3 separate regions of the Mus musculus genome follow, and all the other regions are linked to region 1. Evidence: chromatin contacts called from public HiChIP or PLAC-seq and promoter capture Hi-C data. All regions are on one chromosome and are shown on one strand. Each heading gives the region's core, a stretch centred on a gene start, on an enhancer-like site or on the middle of the called end of the contact. The rest is flanking DNA. Distances are from core to core; before and after follow the strand shown.

What was found. Promoter capture Hi-C pulls out the DNA fragments that hold promoters and counts their contacts. HiChIP or PLAC-seq counts read pairs in DNA pulled down with a chosen protein or histone mark.
Region 2: a contact with region 1 is called in a promoter capture Hi-C map of neutrophils, with 3 times the contacts expected there. The contact joins the enhancer-like site here to the promoter of Ttc30b in region 1. A contact is called at or near these places in 4 of 39 promoter capture datasets (cranial neural crest, maxillary cranial neural crest, neutrophils and 1 more) and 4 of 115 datasets of contacts at active chromatin or transcription factors (bone marrow-derived macrophages, embryonic basal ganglia, embryonic stem cells and 1 more).
Region 3: an H3K4me3 HiChIP or PLAC-seq map of embryonic limb bud shows a contact between it and region 1, with 4 times the contacts expected there. The contact joins the enhancer-like site here to the promoter of Ttc30b in region 1. A contact is called at or near these places in 13 of 39 promoter capture datasets (the 3T3-L1 cell line, the HPC-7 cell line, cranial neural crest and 8 more), 2 of 484 Hi-C or Micro-C datasets (cortical neurons and regulatory T cells), 11 of 115 datasets of contacts at active chromatin or transcription factors (bone marrow-derived macrophages, cardiomyocytes, craniofacial prominence and 7 more) and 3 of 9 other capture datasets (adipose tissue, embryonic stem cells and macrophages).

What each region holds. Positions count from the first base shown.
Region 1 is chr2:75,936,583-75,941,211 of GRCm38.p6, reverse strand. Ttc30b (tetratricopeptide repeat domain 30B) reads left to right here and starts at 2,750. Exons shown (of 1, transcript NM_028235.1): 1 at 2,750-4,629. The coding sequence starts at 2,805.
Region 2 is chr2:75,636,311-75,640,763 of GRCm38.p6, reverse strand. No RefSeq gene overlaps it. Among named protein-coding and RNA genes, the nearest start is that of Gm39858, 4.5 kb to the right of the region's middle. Within about 2 kb of position 2,738, at least 42 of the 459 cell types and tissues checked have an H3K27ac peak or open chromatin away from gene starts, as enhancers often do. A contact at or near this core is called in memory CD8 T cells and neutrophils, where this site is marked.
Region 3 is chr2:75,617,618-75,622,674 of GRCm38.p6, reverse strand. The region is part of intron 1 of Gm50595; the gene reads left to right. Among named protein-coding and RNA genes, the nearest start is that of Gm39853, 6.8 kb to the right of the region's middle. Within about 2 kb of position 3,779, at least 15 of the 459 cell types and tissues checked have an H3K27ac peak or open chromatin away from gene starts, as enhancers often do. A contact at or near this core is called in embryonic limb bud, where this site is marked.

The DNA of each region.
Region 1 (4,629 bases), core at 1,501-4,000:
AACATGTGTAGTGGTTATTTCTGGTTGTCAACTTGACTATATTTGGAATGAACTACAATCCAGAATTGGAAGGCTCACCAGTGACCCTTATCTGGAGGCTTGGAGATCCTTATCTGGATCTTGGTATGGAGATCTTGAGCCATAGTGGCTATGGATTCCAGAAGATTGAATCTCCTAGTTTAAGGAACACACCTTTAATCTGGGCTACAACTTTTCATCTGGGATTAAAGGTGTGGTGGAACACACCTTTAATCTGAGCTACACCTTCTGCTGGAGACAATATAAGGACATTGGAAGAAGGGAGTCTAGCTCTTGCTCCTGCTCCTTCGCCTGCTTGCTACGTGAGACTGAGTAACTGCTAGATCCTTGGACTTCCATTCACAGCTGCGACTGAACCATTGTTGGGAATTGGGCTGCCGACTGTAAGTCATCAATAAATTCCTTTACTATCTAGAGACTGTCCATAAGTTCTGTGACTCTAGAGAACCCTGACTAATACAACATGTAAAGACTTTAAAACATTAAGTCTTTGAATATTGTTTTCAAAGAAAAACAGTCAACCCGGCCAGCGTGGGGGAGACCTCCTCATCCCTGACTACTGAGCAATGTTATATAACATCCTTCAGCCTACATTCAACCCCACACTGAGGACTGTAAAGGGCTACAGCAGAGGTTTGCTTGGGCAAACATCTTGACGTGGTTTCACTTGCTTTCCTCAGTAGCTTCCTCTGTTGATCCTGAGCTACATTTAGTGTGGGGTAGAGTCTCTCACTTCCTTGGCATTCAAACAGAATTATCTTGTCCAGGTTCTACTGAGCAGAATATATGAGGAATGATATTGTTTCTATTGTAGCATTTAAATGTCTGCTGGGATCTTTTCCTAGAAGTAACAGGTGTCTGGAACCTAGGCTACTTGCCAGTAATTCCTTCCTAACACTTTTTCATTGTTACAATGCAAGCCACAAAGGTCAGATTTCTATGACCCAAATGAGACTGGTTGGGTTTTGTTTGTTTTGATTTTTTAACAACAACAACAACAACAAAAAACTTTACAAAGCAAGTCTCTAATATTTCCTATAATATGAGTTCATATATGAATTAACTCCTAATCACTAATTCTTCTGAGTTTAACTTTTAAGATAACATGGCTCATTCCCTTTCCTATGTGGGTTTTAGCAGGTTACTTAATTGTCCTGAAGCACAAAGTCTTCATCTGCAGCACACAGATTTCAGTAAAGTTATGAGCAGTTTGTGAGAAGCCTAACAGCGTGCTATGAAATATGGTGAATATTGGCTGCAATATGTTGATGAGCTGCAATATGTTGATGGTAAAAAAGATTCATGGGTAGCAATTCTATTAAAGAGAAAAATATAATGCCCTCATGTTGAAGTTCTTAATTACAAAGCAAAGATATGCCTTCATGTGGTCTGTTTGCCTTGGGTGTAGCTAGAGGAGATCGTGGAAAACTATAAAAGGTAACAGTCTCCCAGGTGCCTCCCAGAGCCACGTCAAATGATCCGTGCTCTAAAAGTACAGCCTTGTTATTGAAAAATCATACAATTTGTCACTACTTCATTTGGAAAGAACACATTAATATTCTGCTATCTTGGTTACTTCTCAAATGCTTAACTAAGCATTATATTTATGTCCCCACACATTAGGGTCAGTCAAATCTATGTACATGGTTTTCAACAGTGATTCAATATCGGCTTATAAGTCGGTAGTTTTTTACTGCTCTGTCATACTAGAATAAAATTGAATTTATACAGAATAACCTCCCCAAAACAATAACACAGAACCTAGAGACTCATTCTACATACAGGGGGGAAAGGAGAGATAGTAACTGCCTGAAGAGCTTCGAATTAAGAGTCTGGGTATGGGAAAGGAGTTGGCGAAGCATTTATGTATTAACTAGCTGATTCATACGTGAAAACAAGATCAGAGGCACGAGAAGCACAGGCTGATTACGTCTTGAACAAACTCACGGTAGTGTTTGGTAGAGCTTAGAGGGTGAGAAAAATAGCATATAGGAAAGGGGGAAAATGTTAGTTTTGTGGCTTCTCCTTGAAGAAGGAAAAGACCAAAGCCGTGTGCTTCATCAATTCAAGCACCAATTTACGTTCATAACAGCGGTCATTTACGAAACAGAGGGCGAATGGTACTTAAATCTAAAACAGCACCAGTTACAATTCAGACTCTCCTTCCCCCTCTCGTCACCTCTTGATACAGAATAAAATACGGACTGCCGGCCCTTGCTTAACAACGTTCTCAAAAAGTGGGCGTCAGAGCAGCTGGCAAGAATATACTAGAATTCCTGAAGTCCAGAGACGGCCCTCATTCCCATTTCGTCACCATTGCCAAGCAACTCGAACCCTCAAAGAACAGCGAATTTTCTGCATCCCGGGGGACCTTCACAAGAAAACTTTACTTCAGTGCCAACAAAGAAGCAATCAAAGCAATAGAAACAAGATCCCGATCCCAGAGAAAAGGCAGAGACTCCAATTACTGTAAAACGTCAAAGAGGAAAAACTACATTTCCCAGGATGCAGGGCGATAACGGAAGCGATGTAGGCCGGGACGTGGAATATCCCTCTCTGAACTACCTAGAAAATTTTCCAGACCAAGCCCAATTGCTTCCCCACAGTCTAGAGTGTTTAAAAACATATCCAGAAATTGATAGAAACGTGTCGGTGATTCGCTTTTATCCACAAGACACTTCCGTTGGATACTTGCCGCTGAACAGCTTCCGTTTCCGGTTGGCCTATTGCCTTGGAAACCAGGATGCAAAACAAGCTAGGTGAATATGGCAGGGCTGAGCAGCTCACAGATCCCCGACGGTGAGTTCACAGCAGTGGTGTACAGGCTCATCCGCGACTCCCGCTACTCAGAGGCGGTGCAGCTGCTGAGCGCAGAGCTGCAGAGGAGCTCCCGCAGCCGCGCAGGGCTGTCGCTGCTGGCCTACTGCTACTACCGCCTGCAGGAGTTCGAGCTCGCTGCAGAGTGCTATGAGCAGCTGAGCCAGATGCACCCGGAACTCGAGCAGTACCGCCTGTACCAGGCCCAGGCACTGTACAAGGCCTGCCTGTATCCAGAGGCCACCAGGGTCGCCTTCCTCCTGGACAACCCCGCCTATCAGACTCGAGTCCTTCGTCTCCAGGCTGCTATCAAGTACAGTGAAGGTGACCTCCCAGGAGCCAGGAGCCTGGTGGAGCAGCTGCTGAGTGGGGAAGGTGTAGAGGACAGTGGAGGGGAGAGTGATTATGATGGTCAGATCAACCTAGGTTGTCTGCTCTACAAAGAGGGACACTATGAAGCTGCCTGTTCCAAGTTCTTAGCGGCCCTGCAGGCTTCTGGCTACCAGCCTGACCTTTCCTACAACTTGGCTTTGGCCTATTACAGCAGTCGGCAGTACGCGCCTGCTCTGAAGCATATCGCTGACATCATTGAGCGTGGCATCCGTCAACACCCAGAACTCGGTGTGGGCATGACCACGGAGGGCATTGATGTTCGCAGTGTTGGCAACACTATAGTCCTTCACCAGACTGCTCTGGTCGAAGCCTTCAACCTCAAGGCAGCCATAGAGTACCAGCTGAGAAACTACGAGGCAGCCCAGGAAGCCCTCACTGACATGCCACCCAGAGCAGAGGAAGAGCTGGACCCCGTAACCCTCCACAACCAGGCTCTGATGAACATGGATGCCAAGCCCACAGAGGGCTTTGAAAAGCTCCAGTTTCTGCTCCAGCAGAACCCCTTCCCCCCAGAGACCTTTGGCAACCTGCTGCTGCTCTACTGTAAATATGAGTATTTTGACCTGGCAGCTGATGTCCTGGCAGAAAATGCCCACTTGACTTACAAGTTCCTCACACCCTATCTCTATGACTTCTTGGATGCCATGATCACTTGCCAGACAGCTCCTGAAGAGGCTTTCATTAAACTTGATGGGTTGGCTGGCATGCTGACTGAGCAGCTCCGGAAACTCACCATACAAGTACAGGATTCAAGGCATAGTAGAGATGATGAATCTGCCAAAAAGGCTGTGAATGAATATGATGAAACTCTTGAGAAGTATATTCCTGTACTGATGGCCCAGGCAAAAATCTACTGGAACTTTGAGAATTACCCAATGGTGGAGAAGATCTTCCGCAAATCTGTGGAATTCTGTAATGACCATGATGTGTGGAAGCTGAATGTGGCCCATGTCCTCTTCATGCAGGAGAACAAGTACAAAGAGGCCATTGGTTTCTATGAGCCCATTGTCAAGAAGAATTATGATAACATCCTGAGTGTCAGTGCTATTGTGTTAGCCAACCTCTGTGTTTCCTATATCATGACAAGTCAAAATGAGGAAGCTGAGGAGCTCATGAGGAAGATTGAGAAGGAGGAGGAACAACTCTCTTATGGTGACCCAGACAAGAAAATCTACCACCTTTGCATTGTGAATTTGGTGATAGGAACTCTGTATTGTGCCAAAGGAAACTATGACTTTGGCATCTCTCGGGTTATCAAAAGCCTGGAGCCTTACCATAAAAAGCTAGGCACCGATACATGGTATTATGCCAAGAGATGTTTCCTGTCCTTACTAGAGAACATGTCAAAGCACACAATTATGCTAAGGGACAGTGTCATTC
Region 2 (4,453 bases), core at 1,489-3,988, 300 kb after region 1:
AGGTCTAATTTCTTACAAGTATGCCACAGGTCTTTTTCAGGGTCCCAATCTCTGAGTAAGAACTTCTTTGGCAATACCTTTGTTCTCAGTCACATCTAGGAGTCCCATAGCTGGGGACAACATTAGGGCAGTCTCAATAGCATCCAAGGACATCCAAGGTTGTTTTTTATTTTTCTATACGAAGGGCTGTTTATCTCTTTAACTCAGCAAAACCTGGAATCCACAATCTGCAAAAGCCCGCAGTGCCCAGGAACTTTTTAGCTTGTTTTGCACTGGTCAGTGGAGGAGTATGAAACACAGTCTCTTTTTTAGCTGCTTCAACAGGTAGGCCACCGGACTCTTTTAAGGACTCAGCTTCTGTGTTAGCACCCCTTTTGTTATCTCTTTACTTTTAGCCACGAACAGGTGAAGGGTTTGGTCATGAGGGGGGCTCCTCTTCTTTTTGTTGGGGCAGTCTCTCACCCAGTGCTCATTTTCTTTACAGTATACACGTTGATCTTTAGCCAAAAGCTTTCTTTTGTTGCCAGGTACTATCTAAGTTTTCTAGTTTTCCTGACTTTTGTGGCCAGCATTTTATTTTTTTTATCTTTTTGTCTCACAGCACAGCTCTGATTCTGACTTTGGTCTCTGTCTTTGTCTTAACTTCCTGTTACCTTGGTCAGATTGTTGGGACACTTTCTAGTCCCACAGAGACGAGACCCCCATCAGAGCCTGGCAGTTAGACTCACAGGTGCTCCTTACCTTGGACAGAAGCCCCAAGTGGGCGGATGCCTCCCTCACTGGAGCTTAGAACAGACTCACTGCCAGCAGCTCAGGGAGGGGTCGCCTGAGAAGAGAAAACACGTGGGGCAGGGAAGGGAGTACAGCTCTCACAGCTGGCTGTATCGGGCCACTCATATCTCAAAGTGAAAGCAGTTTTTCTGTTAACAAGAGACGGGATGGGAGGGACAGGGGAATGAGAAGCTGCCTGGGAACCCGCGGCGCTCTTGGCCGGCTACTCGAACAGCCTCCTCTTCTTTTGCTTCAGCAGCCACAACATTTAGGCCACTGACTTCTCAGGGACCACTCCTCATTTGCTCCGGATTTCCGAGCTCATTTTTCCCTAGGCTCCAGGTTCATGGGCGGGACCACTGTGACCCGCTGGCTGCTCTCTGGAGTTGGAGTGGGAGGCAGGGCAGCTGTTGATCTGAAAGGAAGTGGTCAGCATAGGGATCTGACAGGATTTTTAGGCTTATTTTAGAAGGCATAACTTAAAAACAGTCGTCAGTCATCAGTCCAAGTCTGAACACAAAGAGACACACAAGACACACACAGAAACCGTAAACCACAAACAAAAACAAGATAGTAACAGACAACATAGACGACTCACAAAAACAAACGTAAACAAACAAAATTACCAAGCGACAGAACCAGAGTCAGAGAAAGGGGAGTGGACACAGATTGTCCCATTTTTAGAAAAACAGTAGTCACAACAAGAGCGGACACGAGACTAAGACAAAAAGAGAAACCAGAAGAATCAGATGGCCTCTCTAAGGCCGGCCAATTGAGACCCTCTGCACGAGGTGGGACTCGAACCCACGATCCCGTGACCAGACGCGAGGTGGGACTCGAACCCACGATCTCGCAACAAAACACGAGGTGGGACTCGAACCCACGATCCCGTGACCAGACGCGAGGTGGGACTCGAACCCACGATCTCGCAACAAAACACGAGGTGGGACTCGAACCCACGATCTCGCAACTGGGCACGAGGTGGGACTCGAACCCACGATCTCGCAACCCCAAATGGTCTCTTGGCCTTCAAAGGGGTCCACCAGGCGTCCCTGATCCTCCCCTGTTCCTCCTGGGACGTCTCCCAGGGCGAACGGACGGTGGACACCTGGACACGTCTATCCTTATCCACCCCGCACTCCCTCTCGGAGCGCGGTCTCACTGAGCGTCCGCAAAACTGAAACTGCGATCGCACCAGACTTAGAAACAGAACACAGACATCAGAACACAGACATCAGACCAAAACAGAACAAAGAATCTTACCTCTAAGTGGGTCTAGGACCTCTGGGTGGTCGCGCTGTTTCCCGGCCAATGCACCAAATGAAAGATTTTCGAATTCCCGGCCAATGCACCAAATGAAAGATTCTCGAATTCCCGGCCCATGTACCAAATGAAAGACCCTCGAGGGAAGACCCTCACTCAGACACTCAAGTCCCGGGACAGCCGCGTACCCAAGAAGACACTGAGACCATACATAAAATGTAGAAGGTAAGATTTAATAAAGCAGCGACATGAAAGCACACAGACCAGAGCTCTGGGGTCGAAATAAAGCAGCAACAGAAAGCACACAGAGCTCTGGGGTCGAAACTCATACACCTTTGCACAGGGTAGAGGAGTCTCGACGACGACTTAAAATTTTCACAAGCTTTTAAAGGAAAAAACCACAAACTGGGAGGGGGAATGGGGAGGGAATAGGGGAAGTTTAACAACCACAAATTTACTCAACCAAAGAGTCATATCCTGTGTTTGGCAATACATCTGGCCTGTTGAAACATTCTGTGGTTGTTCCAGAAAATGTTTTTTCTCAAGTATGTTTTCCAGATGGGAGGGGGTGGGCTCCGAGGTGAAAGTTCATGTTCTCACAAGAGGCCAGTAATTTTTCATTCTTCAGGATTTGAAGAACCAGGGTTCTCTGAAAAAGACCATAACCACTGAGCCCTCTCTTCAGCCCAGTGCTCCTTTGAGACAAGGTCTCCTCTTTTCTCCAGCTTCACTCACAAGCTCCTCTCCTGTGCTGGGTGGGATAGGTGCCTAAGGAGAAGGCAAAGGGGGGGAGGAGGGGCGAGGTGGGGGGAGGTGTTGGAGGGAATCTTAATCCTGGCCTGGCACCCTTTAAGTGTGTTTTCTTAGCCGGGCGTGGTGGTGCACGCCTTTAATCCCAGCACTCGGGAGGCAGAGGCAGGCGGATTTCTGAGTTCGAGGCCAGCCTGGTCTACAAAGTGAGTTCCAGGACAGCCAGGACTATACAGAGAAACCCTGTCTCAAAAAAAAAAAAAAAAAAAAGTGTGTTTCCTTACTGTGTTGCAGTAAGGAAAGCAGAGGGAAGAGCTGGAGATCTTTTATGTCATCTGCTTAAAGTGGCTGAGAAAGGAAATGCCATGTTAATTATGTATCTGGATTAGGCAGTAACAGCTTGTCTGTGAAAAATAAGTAGATGGTCTTATTTTTCTTAGTTGAAGATTAACTAATAGTTGTTAATGCAGTCCATTTGACCTTTGGGAGGTAGATCCACAATGATTTTCTGAAACTTAAAAGAAGTTTTAAGTTTACAAAAAGAGAGAAATGTTTAGATATGTCAGTATTCATCATTTGCAATCTGTAAACATTTTGAATTAAAAGCAAGAACATTATTTTTAGATATTCTTGTTATTGGGGAAGAACAAGCATTTAAAATTCAAACCAAAAAAAGCAATTCTTCTTCTTCTTTTTTTTTTTTTGTTTTTTGAGACAGGGTTTCTCTGTGCAGTCCTGGCTGTCCTGGAACTCACTCTGTAGAACAGGCTGGCCTTGAACTCAGAAATCCACCTGCCTCTGCCTCCCAAGTGCTGGGATTAAAGGCGTGCGCCACCACTGCCCAGCTAAGCATGACAATTCTAAGTTTTGGGTGAACTGTATTGTCTCAGGATACATCAGCAGCAAGACTCCACCCATTACTCTAGTAGTTTTAGGTTCTGTAGCTTTGTATTGTAACTGAGGTGACAGGCAACAGTTACATGCAGTTAGTCTGCTCAGAGAATTTAACTTTGCCTAGAGGATCCTTCCTGTCCAGACGCCATTCACACCTGGCCTGTCCCACTGCCACTGCCAGCTGCCTGCTCCATCTGCCCTTGAATCCACACCACGGATGGTCAGGTCCTTTTTCCTGGCATGTGAGTCCCAGTTGTGTGTTGCCCCTGGCCATGTGCCACCATAGCCCAGCAGGTGGCAGCAGGAGAGGTGCAACTTTCTGTTTCTTTAAACCCCGAAAAAGGGAGACAGGCATAGGAGCCTGGTGGCAGGGGTTGAGAAGGTGAGAGTGGGTTTTGAACTCGTGAGCCAGAAGACAGGTGATTATGTCTCAAATCTGAAGCCAGAGGAGTGCTTGGCTACAGCATCTTGCAGGCTGGGCTCTGGAAAAAAAAAACAAAAAACAAAAAAACAAAAACCTGTTTAAAATGGTAATCTGGCCGGGCGCTTTGGTGTTCTTGGAAACCAATCACAACTGAGGTCAGTTAGAACTGCTTTGTATAATTAGCCACAATAGGCTTGGACCTGTACCAACCTGTACCTGTACCAACCAGCTGGCAACACTTCCTCTACCTATGTGTAAGCTTTTATGGTTTTGTCTTTGTAAGCTGCCCCTGGGATGGACCCCATAAGAGAGACACCTGCACCAATATAAGAAGCCATTTTGAGTAGGGGT
Region 3 (5,057 bases), core at 2,530-5,029, 320 kb after region 1:
CCTGGTATCTTCTCTGAGCACTAGAAAAGTACCCAGGCCAGCTGTGAAGAGCTGATCTTTGAATTCTTTTCTTTTTATGTTTGCTCTCTATTTGTTACTTTTCACTTTGCCTGGGCTATGTTTGCACATGGCCACCGGGTTGCAAGGCGTGTGTGCGGGCGTAAGGCCAGAAAGAATCTCTGGAGAATCTCAGGCTCTTCCAGAGAATCTGTGAGCTACATTGAGCCTGGGGTTTTATATTTTCACCGAGATGGGAATCAAAGTAGATGACTCAGTTTTCTCACCGCTGAGACACAATATCTGACAGTAACAAGGAAGAGAAGTATTTATTTTGGCTTGCAGTTTCCCAGGGTTCAGTTCATTATGGCCAGAAAAGTGTAGACAGAAGGCTCTAGGCTGTGTGTACACACATGCATTGGACGCTTTTCACATCTCAGCAGATCAGGAAGCAGAAAATGGGACAGGAGTCAGGCTTAGCCGTATCCCTTAAATACCTGCTACCACTAGCCGTGTCTGTGATCTAGTCCCCAGGCTTTTTAAAAGATTTATTTTTTTTAAATTTATGTGTATGTGTGTGTCTGCTGCATTTGTTCAGGTTTCTGCAGAGGCCAGAAGAGGGCGTCAGATCTCCTGGAGCTGGAGTTACAGGCAGGCAGCCGTGATCTGCCTGATGAGGATGCTGAGACGTGAACCCAGGTCCCAGTAAGAGCAGCGAGTACCCTTAACCACTGAGCCGCCTCTCTAGCCCCAGACCTTGAATTCTAAAGGTTTTATAATCCCCCCAAACAGCATCAGCAACTGGAAACTGCTATATTTAAACACAGTAATTGCTGAGGGACATCTCATTCTCAAACTGATATCAGGCAGACAGAGCCAAGGAAACAGCCAAGGAAAACCACACACACACACACACACACACACACACACACACACCTGAGATTTGTAGTTCATCTTCTGAGTTCTAGTAATAATCCCCAGCCACTAACATCACGGTTGATTGTAACAGAGAGCAGAGATTCATATCATCTGTCATAGGGCCTGAAACTGGGGAGGTGATGAATAAATATTTGTTAAATGATTATTTGTGTCCATGGTGGAGCAGTACTTAACGTTTTTCAGGTGACCAATGTCTTTCCACTGATGTGAAAGAACCTATGTGCACATTCTCCATATAAATGAGGTAGACTGTGCGACCGTAACCTCATGGCGCTCGCTTGAAAACATTAATTTGCTCTCTCCATTTTTGCTCCGTTACTCTCGCTGATTAGGTGATACCATGGCGACAAGCTCTGGCTTACACTACCCAGTTTTGATGACAAGCTGTGTTCTTTTCTAGCTGTATAGGAATGTATTAGCCACTTTCTTCGGTTTTCCCACTTATAAGATAAGGATGATAAGTCCACCCACCACACGGAGTTACTGATGGTGGTGAAATGAACTCTCCCATGAAAGGCTTAGTATATGGACATCATGCACACTAGATCTTCTGCCTCCTGCCAAGTGTTTATTCTAGCACCCTAGTTCCAGGACTATGGTGAATAGTTTCTTTCTTTTTCCTGACTTAACTCTAGTTTACCAGGTTTTCCTTCCCTATAACCTGGGTGTTGTGGCTCATCTACTAGCTGGAAGATAGCCTGGGCTAGATGAGATCATGTTTAAAACAAACAAAACCAACAAGAACCCACAAAAAAACCCCAAAAAAACAAAAAAAAAAAAACAAAAAACAAAACAAGAACACGAGGGGCTGGTGAGATGGCTTAGTGGGTAGGAGCACTGACTGCTCTTCCGGAGATCCTGAGTTCAAGTCCCAGCAACCACATGGTGGCTCACAACCACCCGTAGTGGGATCTGACACCCTCTTCTGGTATGTCTGAGGACAGCAACAGTGTACTTATGTGTAATAATAAATAAATCTTAAAAAAAGAACATGAAGATCCTCTGTTGATATGCATGAATGGGAGAAAGAAAATCAATCAATCAACCAAGACACTGTTTGGTTCTGGCTTCTTCATGGACTCCTTCATTTGGAAGACCTACTTCCTTCATTTTGAGGTTGGTAACTGGAAAGTCTTACGAGTCCCTGTTCTTTTGTACAAATTCCTTTCTCAGTCAGGCTGAACAGCTCTGTACTTTCTACAGTTTTTGTAGTAAGGCTGTGAAGGAAATAGAGGACGAATGTGGGACAGAGAGAAAAGGAGGAAGCAAGAATGTCAGAGTCCGGTTGTGGCACACGCCTTTAATCCCAGCACTTGGGAAGCAGAGGCAGGTGGATCTTATGAGTTTGAGGCCAGTCTGGTCTACAGAGTGAGTTCCAGGACATACAGGGCTACATAGAGAAACCCTGTCTCAATACACCAAAACCAAAAACTAAAACCAAACCAAACAAACAAACAAAAGATAACATCTATATGTTATTTTACAACTTGAAGGAAATTTTTTTCTGTACCCAGTTTCAAACCCATGAATGCCAATCACACTGTCCAGCTGAATCTTTACCTTCACCCCAACAACACAATTTTTATTTTTATCTTATTTTACATTCATGAGTGTTTAGCCTGCATGTGTGTTTGTGTACCGTGCATGCCTGATACCAGAAGAGGTCACTGGGACCCTTGGAACTGGAGTTACTGACAGTTGTAAGCCACTCTGTGGTTGCTGGGAATGAAACCTGGACCTGGGTCCTCTGGAAGAACAGTCAATTCTCTTAACCACGGAGTCATCTCTCCAGCCCTTTTTTTTTTTTTTTTTTTTTTTTTTTTTTGGTTTTTTGAGGCAGGGTTTCTCTGTGTAGCCCTGGCTCTCCTGGAATTCACTCTGTAGACCAGGCTGGCCTGGAACTCAGAAATCTGCCTGCCTCTGCCTCCCAAGTGCTGGGATTAAAGGTGTACACCACCACCGCCTGGCTCTCCAGCCCTTCTAAGAACAAGTTTTAAAGAATTAATCCGTGTGCCCTCTTTAGAATTTTGTATAATGCTCTGAATTTGAGGGAACACGTATATGAAATACACATTGAACATGTCATGGCCTGAAGGTCAAGATGATATTTAAATGGATTGGAAAAGCTATCTATTGCTGGTTACTAAATTCCTAGAGTATTTAATAGGATTCTAGGATTTGGAAAACAGGATATTTTAGTATTCATAAGCAGTGTCTGTCTTGTTTAGGGTTATTATTGCTGTGATGAAACACCATGACCAAAAGTAAGAGGAAAGGGTTTATTTTGCCTATATTTCTCAGAGTAGTTCATCACCATTGGAAGACAGGACAGGAACTCAAACAGGACAGGAACCTTGAGGAAGGGGCAGGTACAGAAGCCATGGAGAGGTGCTGCCTATTGGCTTGTTTCTGATGGCTTGCTCAGCCTGCTTTCTTATAGAACCTCGTCTATGGATGACAGCACATACAACGGGTACTCCCCAGCTTATAACTAATTAAGAAACAGCTTTACAGCTCTGCCTCCAGCCTGATCTCTTGGAAGCAGTTTCTCCTCTCAGAGGCTTTCTCCTCTCAGGCGACTTTTGTTTGCGTTACAAGTTGACAAAACTATCCAGCACAGGCAGCGATTACCAATTTTAGAGCTAACCATCACAAAGCGTCTAGGTACAAAGTTGCTTTCTTTGAGTTTTCAGACTGTGATCCTTGGGACAGCATGCTGGCTGGGTGGGAGGGAGCATTTGGTCAGCAGACGGAAATGGATGGCCCTTTCCCAGCTGAGCACTAGCAAAAGCAGCTGGAGGGCTCCTCCGCAGAGAGGCAGCAAACCCGCAGGCCCCAGGTCCTCCCTCTCACACAGCTCCTTGTGAGACATTTACTGGCAAACATCTGGAGCAGATCTGCTGTCCTTATTGGAAAAGAGCATGTTTGTGTCAAATACAGTTTCAAAGAGGGTTCTGCAGCGCCAGGGAGGTTTGAACCATAGGCTTTAGATGGCTATTTTCTTTCTTTCCTCGTAAAATGCCAGGAGCAGAGAGAGAACTTGAAGAGCAGTAACTCTTTTGCTCCATCCCTTCGTCTTGTCGTAAGAGGCTTTACTAATTTTTACTACTTACAGTTTATGTTGAATATCTGAAAGTATTAATGTTTTGGTTCTTTTTCAGTCATGGTGTTGGAAAACTATATTGATTAGTTTTGCTCATTAGTTCTCTATCTATCATCTATCTGTCTGTCTGTCTATCTATCTATCTATCTATCTATCTATCCGTCTGTCTGTCTATCTATCTGTTTAATTTGAGACAGGATCTCATTATGTAGCTCTAGTTGTCCTGGAACTCTCAATACAGACCAGGCTGGCCTCAAACTCACAGAGATCTGCCTGCCTCCGTCTCCCAAGTATTAGGATCAAAGCTGTGCACCCTGGTGCTCATTAGCGGTGGTCTCCTGAAGTCTTTTTCTTCGCCAGCTTGATCTAGTGGCTCCCTGAGATTGCACTTTGGGAACTGTCTCTCATAAAGCAGCAGCAGCAGCAGAAACGTCAACAGTCATTCTTCTTAGAGCTCTACTTCTTCCTGGGCATTGCTAGGTTAGAGTTTTGGCTTCTGGCTGCCTATTTTATACTTTGCTTCCCTATTTCAGGAGGCTAGGTAGCCAAAACAAGGCTGGAGGAAGACAGTATTTTAGGGATAAATCTATAAACTACGTGCTTTGGGCACAGCTGTCTGGTTTTGGCTTTTTTGGGATTCAAGACTGGGTAACTTAAATGATGAACATTTTGGGACTGGTGAGATGGCTCAGTGGGCAAGAGCACTGACTGCTCTTCCAAAGGTCCTGAGTTTAAATCCCAGCAACCACATGGTGGCTCACAACCTTAGCTGTAAAGGGATCTGACACCCTCTTCTGGTCTATCTGAAGACAGCTACACTTATGTATAATAATAAATAAGTCTTTGGGCCAGAATGAAAGGGGCAACTGGAGCCACTGGGGCCTACCAGAGCGAGTAGGGTTGACAGGAGCGAGCAGAAGTCCTAAATACAATTCCCAACAACCACACGAAGGCTCACAACCATCTGTAAAGTTACAGTGTGTACTCATATACATTAAAAAAAAAGGTGAACATTTCT